Regions from separate parts of the Mus musculus genome. Here regions 1 and 3 are each linked to region 2. The links are chromatin contacts, called in public targeted proximity ligation maps. All regions are on one chromosome and are shown on one strand. The core of a region is the stretch at or near the end of the contact, and the rest is flanking DNA. Distances in the headings are between cores, read along the strand shown. Region 1 has its middle 9.4 kb from the start of Gm30263. Region 2 holds the start of Sdhaf2 (succinate dehydrogenase complex assembly factor 2). Region 3 overlaps Dagla (diacylglycerol lipase, alpha).

Region 1 (2,799 bases), core at 79-2,578, 170 kb after region 2:
TCAGGGACTCTGAGTGGCAGGTTTGTCATTCAGGCAAGACTAAGATGGATGGAACACCCACATGGTGTCAAGTTTGGCTCTAGGTGTCAGGAGCAGGTCGGGGACTGGCAGAATGGGAAAGAGATAGCCTCTGCTCTAGAGGTTTGTAAGCACACAAGGAAATTGGCACAGGTTAGCTCAGAAGAGTTCCTGACAGATCACCCTAGGGATCCACGATAGGGTCACATGGCAAAAGCTAGGAGCAAATGTCCTAGACACACACACACACACACACACACACACACACACGCCCTCAGCCCTCAAACACATATGAGGGGGTGTAGCCTGCTTGGTGTCTGGTGTGAGTGATAGTGGATGGCCTTTCATCTGGAACACCCTAGGCTGATCACAAAGGTTGGAGAGAGAAGGGTACTGAGCCAAGACTGGGGTCTGATCCCTGTCGTGTAGGTGATAGGAACCAGTTTGAGCTCCAGCTCTGCCATTCTTTTGGATACCATCTTGTCAAAGAACTCTTTTCTGCAAATCCAACCTTGCCCGGGGGATAATGGCAAGGTTGCTGGAGGATTGATGAAATGCACCTGCACGTCAGAGAGGCCCCATCTGTCTGCCTTGCCTTGTCCCAAGGTCACGAGAAGATCACTGATATCCATTTGGCTACCCTTGACCCTTCAAAGAAGCAGGGAGAAGCAAATGCATGGGAAAGAGAATTGGTCCAGTGTCCTGACCCTTGAGCTCCTTCATCAATGGAGCCAGGAGAGCCGAGGGTGGGAGAGGAAGCTAGAGTGGACAATGAGAACCTCCAAGGCTAGATCCCACCCAACCCTTGCACACCCAGGACCCCTCCTGAAGGGCTCAGAGCAAGGGGGAATTCCTAGAACCTCCTAGCTCCTGGGAGGGTCCAGGACTTTCGCTATGCCTTCCAGGCCCAGGCTGCTGATTGGCATACAGACATGCAAGCCGCAGGCAGCTGGCTGGCCAGCGGGCATAGCAGGAGGGTAAATTCCACATTTGCATTTGGATGTTCCTGGCCCCAAGGACTGCTGACCTTTACTGCTGTTACTTCCGCCCCTCTTCCAGGCCTCCTGGGCTCAGCTAGGCTGGCCATCAATTCCCCAGCCTCAAGGGACCTGGGAAATGCCCTGCAGACCCCCAGCTTGCTCTCCTTACTTGTCCTATTCTACCCTGACTCAACATCAGCTGCTGTCCCCTCCCCCACTACCCCCACAACTCCAGGATCCTCCTCCACCCCCACCCCTCACAGCGAGTCACCGGCTGATGCAAAGGCAGCTTGGGCCCTTGGATTAGCAGTGTCAAGGAGACGTCAGTCGCCCCCGGCTGCTGTGACGTCTCCCAGGGGAATCCCCGTCTATGCTGAGTGGCAGTAGTGCTGAGCACTGAGCACTGTGCGCTGTCAGCTTTTCTGGGCTCAGCAGTCAGGCCTGCACCTCTGGGAGTAGAAATGCTCCCCAGCCCACCTGGTCCCCAAGGACTCTTGTTACGGGTGGCTTGACTAGCCAGCTGACTGAGCAAATCCCACAAGATTTTTGTAAATTAAAATCCATCTCCCAGATGGCTCAGTACAAAAGAGTTCTTGCTTTACAAGCATAGAGATCCGTGTTCGAATCCTCAGAACTTACATAAAAAGCTGGGTGTGGTAGAGTGCTCTTGGGGAGGCAGACATTGATAATCCTGTGAGATACCCAAGGTGTAGTCAGAGGCAACTGCTGTCTTCCTCTGCCTTCTAATCATATGTACGTGGATACACACCTGCACACACACACAAAGATTCTTTATTTTTTTCTTTAAAAACTTCCGTATTTTATGTACATGGGTATCTTACCTGCATGCATGTTTATGTATCACATGTGTGCCTGGTATCCACAGAAACCAAAAGACGATGTTGAATCTCCTGGAATTGGAGTTAGACAGTTATGAGCTGTCGTGTGGGGGCTGGGAACCAAACCCAGGTCTTCTAGAAAAGCAACAAGTACTCTCAACTGATGAGCCATCTCTCCAGCTCCCACGTACAAATCTAAAACCAAAGTCTGTCCCCCAGCCTCCTAGCCCCTGTGGCAGGTTCTCTCCTCAGCTCCAGGAACACTGACTTCTTTCCATCGGGGCTAAGGATTGAGGCTAGGGGCTTGGGAACGCCAGGTAAGTAAGTCCTCCAGCACAGAGCTACAACCCCTGCCTAATTCATTCTTTTTAAAAGTAAACATTGTATTCTCTTTTTACTCATTTGCTTTGTGTGGTGGGGGCACAAGGTACTGCACATGTGTGGAGGTCAGAGGACAGTTTGCAGGGGTCAGTTCTCTTCTTTCTTCTTTTGGGTTCTGAAGATAGAACTCAGCTGTCAGACTTGGTGACTTTACTCTCTGAACCATCTCATAGACCTGCTCTGTTTCTTTGTTTGTTTGTTTTTGGTTTTTGTTTTTTTTGTTTTCGAGACAGGGTTTCTCTGTATAGCCCTGGCTGTCCTGGAACTCAGTTTGTAGACCAGGCTGGCCTCGAACTCGGAAATCCACCTGCCTCTGCCTCCCCAGTGCTGGGATTAAAGGCGTGTGCCACCAATACTTCTATGAACAGTGTTGGTATCAGGATCTCTGAATCCAGTGACATCACACCTAGGAGACAGTATGACCTCTTGTCAAGGCAACAGCCACCGTATTCTCAGAATCCACTTGGCTCACCATCCACCTTTACCTATGGCCACATCACTATCCATATAAAAGGAAGACCCTTTTGATTTCTCTCTCTCTCTTTCCCCCTCCTTCTCTTTTCGCTGCCACCTAGTGTGGC
Region 2 (2,817 bases), core at 74-2,573:
GGCACTGGAATTCCACCTTTAAAGCAGTTGGTATACTGTGGCTTTTAAAGTAATTTCATGGTACACCATTGGGAGGGGACCAAGCAGGGGGAGGGACCAACATGCTCGAGCCACAAGTTGAGAGAACAGCAAAGTAACAAGCATCGAAATTATCTCCGCAGTACTACAACAAATGTAATTTTCATTTTTAATTATGGTTAGTCATTCAACTTTGAAATGACTTGGGGAAAGAATTCCACAGGCTGATTCACCATACTATTACACTTGGGTTTTTATTTGCTCTTAAAGCAAGCCCTTTAAAATTGAAGCCTGGAGGTTCAAATTAACCTAAAGAGGAATGGTCAGTCGTCTTCAAAGCCACCGCTAGGGGGAAACGCTTCGATATTACAGGGAATTATTTTGAGCTGAGAGAGAAACCACTGCCAGTAGATTGATGGAAGAAACCCCAAAACTGCTGCTAATTCCTCTCACCTGATTGAACTCTTCATCAGCGTATATATCAATCAAATCCACTCCTTCTGACATGGCTCCGGAAATACGCTCTCGAGCCCGGAGAACCGACAAAGTAAGAAAGATGCCACTACGGTATTCAGAAAAGGGTAAAAAATTTTAAGGCACAAGGGTCCCAGGCTGGGAGGAGGGCAAGGGTCAACAAGCTCTAGTCTCCCAAGACGCAGCATCCCGGCGGCCGGGAGCCTGGCCCCACCCGCTCTGCCCCGCCCCCAGCCTCGCGCCGCCCCCAGCTCTCCCAGGCCGCTCGGGCTCGCGGAGCTCGCTGCCCATCACCCGCGGGCCCGACCCGAGGTGCTCCGAGTCGGCGCCCGTAGTTGCCTATGGCGCCACCGCCAAGTCCGGGCCTCGACTCCTGAGAGGGCCCTCAGGCCGCGCTGTGAACCACCGCGGCGAACGCCGCAAGCTCAGCCCGTCGCACCTGCTAGGCCCAGGGGGCGTCCCAAGCCGGAGCCCCCGCGGGCCCGGAAGCTCCCGCCGCCTCCACACCAACGGGGCCCTGTCCTCGCCCTAGGCTAGGCCTGCCCTGCTCCCTCCCACAGCTCCAGGACCTCAGCCCCTCCCTCAGAGGCCCGCGCTTCCCTCCACCCGCTGTCTTCCGCCGCCGCCACCCCAACCGACCCCCTCCCTTCCGCGGCGCCGGCCCCCGCCCTCCTTCCGGCCCCGCCGGCCCCGGGCCGCGCGCCCCCGTTACCGGGAATATGGCGGCGGCCGCGGAGAGTCCCGACTAGGCCCGAAGCGCGCGAACCGCTCTCCGCCCCAGGTCCCGCCCCCCCCCCACCGGCGGCGTCACACGCACCGCTACTTCCGCCATACGCTCGGTTGCGCCTTCCGGCTTGGGGTCCACCTCCGCTGAAGTCCTCAGATCGACCGCCCGGAATTCCCGGAAGTGGCCCGGTTGCCAGCTTACTGTGCTATAAGAGAGAGATGGCGGTGGTCACCTTGATCCCGACGCTGGCGCGGGTGAGAGAGCCGGGTTCGGGGCGGGCTGCAGCTAAGACTGTTTCGTCCTCCTCTGTGCCGTGGAGACTGTAGGGAGAGTTCACCTACCCCACAGACCAGGGAATGGTCCCCTCAAGGCGAGGCGCAGGCTGGAGCCGATCATGCAGGGAATTTTCCATTCTTTCCTGAGCCCACGGTGTGCTCGAGTGAGAATACTGGGTAATATGTGGTTAGGTGGCCAGTCACCGTGTGAGACTCAACGCATACCAGGAACAGTTACCGAACCTCCCCCGAAAGCCTCCTAGCTTTTCTTGAGCTTCTTCCCCCGTCTCCCTTTTAAAAGCCGGTTTTAATTTGTTACTCAGGCTGGCCTCAAATTCGTAATTCTCCTGTCTCATCTTGGTTTTAAATGTTTGAGAATTTTCCGTTTTTATTCCAGTAGTGTTGAAAGCTAGTTGGTATGGTTTATCTTAAACTTATCAAGACATGTTTTTTGACAACTTGTGATCTCCTGGGCATAATTATCTGTACATTTGAGAGGAATGTATGATCTCTTGTGTGGAATGCCTGTATATCTCAGTTAAATATTCTTAAATTAGTATTGTTCTGGTTGTCTAGTATTGATTCCGACATCTATATATTCTATTCCTTATTAAAATGTGGCATTAAAATCTGTTGTGTTCCCCCACCAGTTCTGTCAAGTGTCTCTTCCATATATTTGAGTGCTCTATTAGATCCACATATATTTATGATTATTATACTTTACTGCTAACTCCTTAATACTATGTAATATTCTTTATATCACATATGACAATTTTGTTGTTTGTGCTAAGCACCAAACCCAGAGCCTTGCCTGCTAGGCAATCGCATTTTCTTTTCTTATTCTTTTTTTTAGACTAAAAAAGTATGTACATGTGTTTATCTGCCTTTGTGAGTTTATGCATACTATGTGTGTAGGTGCCCATGAAGGCCAGAGGAGGGTGTTTTAAGTGTGTCGGTGTTTCTGCAATGCTGTAGTTTTGTTAACACTCTTTTAAGTTGTTCAGTGTTCCCTCCTCCTTCCTTGCTACCCTGTTTTTTAGGTACTAAAACTCCTCAGCTTCATAGTAGTTCTGATCTAGCCTCTCAAGTGCGTGGATTACAGTCATGAGGCACCATGACCAGCTGGTTGCTCTGCTCTCTTATTCTCAGTGGCTACTGGACTTCTTAGAGTATGCTGGTTAGTGTTGCAAGTTGTTCAAAACAGAAACCAACCAGTCCCTTCGGCAATGCCAACCCCCATGTTCTAGAACATTAACCATACATTCAACTCTTCCTCGAGCCTCGGGGAAGAGGCTTGTAAACAATACTAGATTTTATCTTGCT
Region 3 (2,767 bases), core at 72-2,571, 250 kb after region 2:
TCCATCAGACTCTTGTTTGTGTGGCAAGCGCCTTTGCCTGCTGAGCCATCTCATTGGCTAGCCCATGCTAAGTTTTTGAAGAAGACAGTGAGCGGTTCCTAAAGCAGTGTATGTAGTTTACACTGCCAAGCATCAAGCATCCTGCCGTGTCAGAGTCTGCTCTCAACACTCCACAACATTGAAATGGCTTTGTCCCACTGTCCCTCAGCCCACGAGGGAAGCGCTGTCATCAGTGTCAGCCGGTTACTGATGGGGAAATGGTCACTGACTCATCTGACTTGTCATAGGAAGTGGCTAGCCCCTCCCGGACTGCACTCCGAAGTCTTCGCCCAGTGGATGGCTGAGAAATAGAGTCCCTGGGCCAGGGCCAGGTCCAGCCTGTGCTCCACCCAGCAGTAGGGGCCCTCCAGGCACTGCCCCTTCTCGGAGGCCTCTGTAACTTGTGATGAGTCCAGCTTTGTCCTACTGTGGGAGGGATAAGAGGGAGTGTGAAAATAGAAGTTGTGGCCTGAGGTCAAGAGTTTTCTCCTATAGGCCCTTCTGCTCTCCTAGCTCAGGCAATGGAGGAGATATGGAATGGCCTCCCAAGCCTGGAAGGACACCTGAGCAGCATCCCAAGGCTCTCTCCCTAAATGCCAGAGTTGACCAGAGGGCTCCTCTATCTCATGGCTCTCAGACATTTTTGAGCACTTAGTTCAAAGCCTAGGGATATATACAGCAACTAAACCCTGCTCTAAATGACATGGAGGGCCAGGCTCCAGAGACCTGCCTGCCGTGATCACCTCCCTTCATCTGGGGTCCCCTCAGATAGCACAGAAAGAAGGAGAGCCAAGCAAAGGAGAGACTGGGCCATAAAGCTATTGGTGGTCCCATGTTACACAGTTGGGGGGTGGAGGGTGGGTGCTGGCCCTTTGAGTCACCAGAGCTCTGTAGAGCAGCTCCCTGGGGAAGGAGCTCTGCTTGCCATCATTTGATCCCTGCTGGCTTTGAAGATGACTTGGGAGTGGCTGAAACCCAAGAGCCAGAGCTTCTGGCCTGTGCCCTAGATGGCTGTACTGCCCAGGTGGTGGCTCTCCAAGGCACACACAGCTCTGAAGGCTTTCTCTAACCTTCGAGCAGCATGCACTCAAGCAGACCAGATCCGAGGGCTGGTCTACTGCCTGAGGAGGTGGGGCTGAACGTGGCTCAGGGTAGGCTGGGCCCAAGGGGTGGGGGGTTCCCAGAGGGGAGGTGTCATACTTGGCGTGCCCACTTAACACCTCATTAACGACCTCATTAGGGATCCCCTAAGGAAGTGGAAGGTGCTAATTCTTCTCTGAGGTGTCACCAGCACCAGAGACTGACAGTCTCCTCTGGAGGAAGTTCTGAGGAGCTGAGAATGGGGTAGAGCTGAGATCTGGTGAACTTCCCTGCAGGGGGCCATCTGGGAAGCCAAGAACTCCCAGCATGCAGCCCCAGCAAAAGGAAGGCTTCGGGGAAGAGCAGTGTGGTGGAGGAAATCTTGGACTGGGTGGGGCGCAAGAGGAGGCCTCTGTCCTCAGGGCGTGCTGAGTTTGGGTGGGGAAGAGCTCTGCAGTATGACAACCTGAAACTCAGTTGCACAGGCAGATAGGTACACAGCTTTCTCATAGGAATGTGGATTTGGCGTGGTCTACAACCTTGTGGCCTTGGGCAGGAGCTCAGTAGTCCCAGCTGTCCCCTCTAGAGAGATGACATTCCTGCCTCACTGACTTGTGGGTCCAAGGAGTCCAAGGAAACAACTCTGGTAGTTTCCTCAGAGATACCACCAGCCCTACCTGAGAAGAGGTCACTCAAGGATTGGGGCCAGTGCAGGTCTGCCTGCCACTGGGAATGGATGGCCAGGGACTTTCTGTTGCAGGGCAGCAGACTTGGTGCAGAGGTAAAGGTTCTGCACTCACTGCAGGAAACTGAAGAATGAACCAGAATGGGAACAAACCTTGAGCCACTGGCTCTGCAAGTGCTCACCTGCTCCTCCCAGCCCCTCCTCCTCCAAGAAGGGAGTGGCTTCACTATCTCATTTGCATATAAGGAAACTGAGGCTCAGAAAAGCAATGATCCAGAACTGGAGGGAAGGCGGAGGTTGCTTCTTGGGGCAGCCTCCAGCTCTGTGTACTTGAAAGAGGGAGTGGTCAGGAGATCCAGTGGGGTGAGCTGTACTGCAAGGGGTGGGAGGAGACTGGCTGCATGCCTAATGCCACCTGCCTGCTCCAGCCCAGCAGCTCCCAGGGGAAGAGTGCCACCTGAGGCCAGCACGGCCTGCCTGAGCTCCCTCCAGGCCACCTCTGCCCAAAGAACTGAAACACGTACGAGAGGCCTATGGGAAGAAAAAGATCTCTAAGAAAGAATTCAGAAGTAAAGCCCGGCCTGGCCAGAGCTAGAGGGACCTTTCACCTTCAGGAACTCCCCCTGCCCAGGACAGAACGTGGAGAGTCCGGTCCAGGCTGCTAAAGAGAGGGTCCTGCCGCTCTCTCTGGCCCTACCTCCCCCATTCCTCAGCAGCCAGCAGCCCTCTCAGAACAGCCAGCAGGAAGCGAAAGGCCCCAATTGATTCCTGGGGAGTTGGCTGGTGTCAGTGGCAGGGCCTGGTGGCAGATGGCAAATTCTTTTCATTGAAGAGGAGTTGGAAAATAATTAGCGTGAGAACGAGAAGTGGAGCTGGTGATAAATGGAGCCTGGTGAGCGACGGCGGGGCGACGGCGGGGCGGGGCTGGCCAAGCACGCGCTCCGGAGCCTTATGCCTGCCTCC

The links.
Region 1: a contact with region 2 is called in a targeted proximity ligation map of epiblast stem cells. A contact is called at or near these places in 3 of 39 promoter capture datasets (3T3-L1-derived adipocytes, the C10 cell line and stem cell-derived epiblast-like cells), 1 of 130 datasets of targeted methods (epiblast stem cells) and 1 of 9 other capture datasets (adipose tissue).
Region 3: a contact with region 2 is called in a targeted proximity ligation map of embryonic stem cells, with 16 read pairs. A contact is called at or near these places in 3 of 39 promoter capture datasets (the 3T3-L1 cell line, hippocampal neurons and stem cell-derived epiblast-like cells), 1 of 484 Hi-C or Micro-C datasets (embryonic stem cells), 10 of 130 datasets of targeted methods (the NIH/3T3 cell line, craniofacial prominence, differentiating embryonic stem cells and 7 more) and 1 of 9 other capture datasets (adipose tissue).

The regions. Positions count from the first base shown.
Region 1 is chr19:10,355,505-10,358,303 of GRCm38.p6, reverse strand. No RefSeq gene overlaps it. Among named protein-coding and RNA genes, the nearest start is that of Gm30263, 9.4 kb to the left of the region's middle.
Region 2 is chr19:10,523,715-10,526,531 of GRCm38.p6, reverse strand. Sdhaf2 (succinate dehydrogenase complex assembly factor 2) reads left to right here and starts at 1,323. Exons shown (of 4, transcript NM_025333.4): 1 at 1,323-1,473. The coding sequence starts at 1,438. It overlaps Cpsf7 (cleavage and polyadenylation specific factor 7), which reads right to left and starts at 1,288. Exons shown (of 10, transcript NM_172302.3): 1 at 1,205-1,288; 2 at 472-580. The coding sequence starts at 525.
Region 3 is chr19:10,277,390-10,280,156 of GRCm38.p6, reverse strand. All of the region lies in intron 1 of Dagla (diacylglycerol lipase, alpha), which reads left to right. Among named protein-coding and RNA genes, the nearest start is that of Gm30042, 11 kb to the left of the region's middle.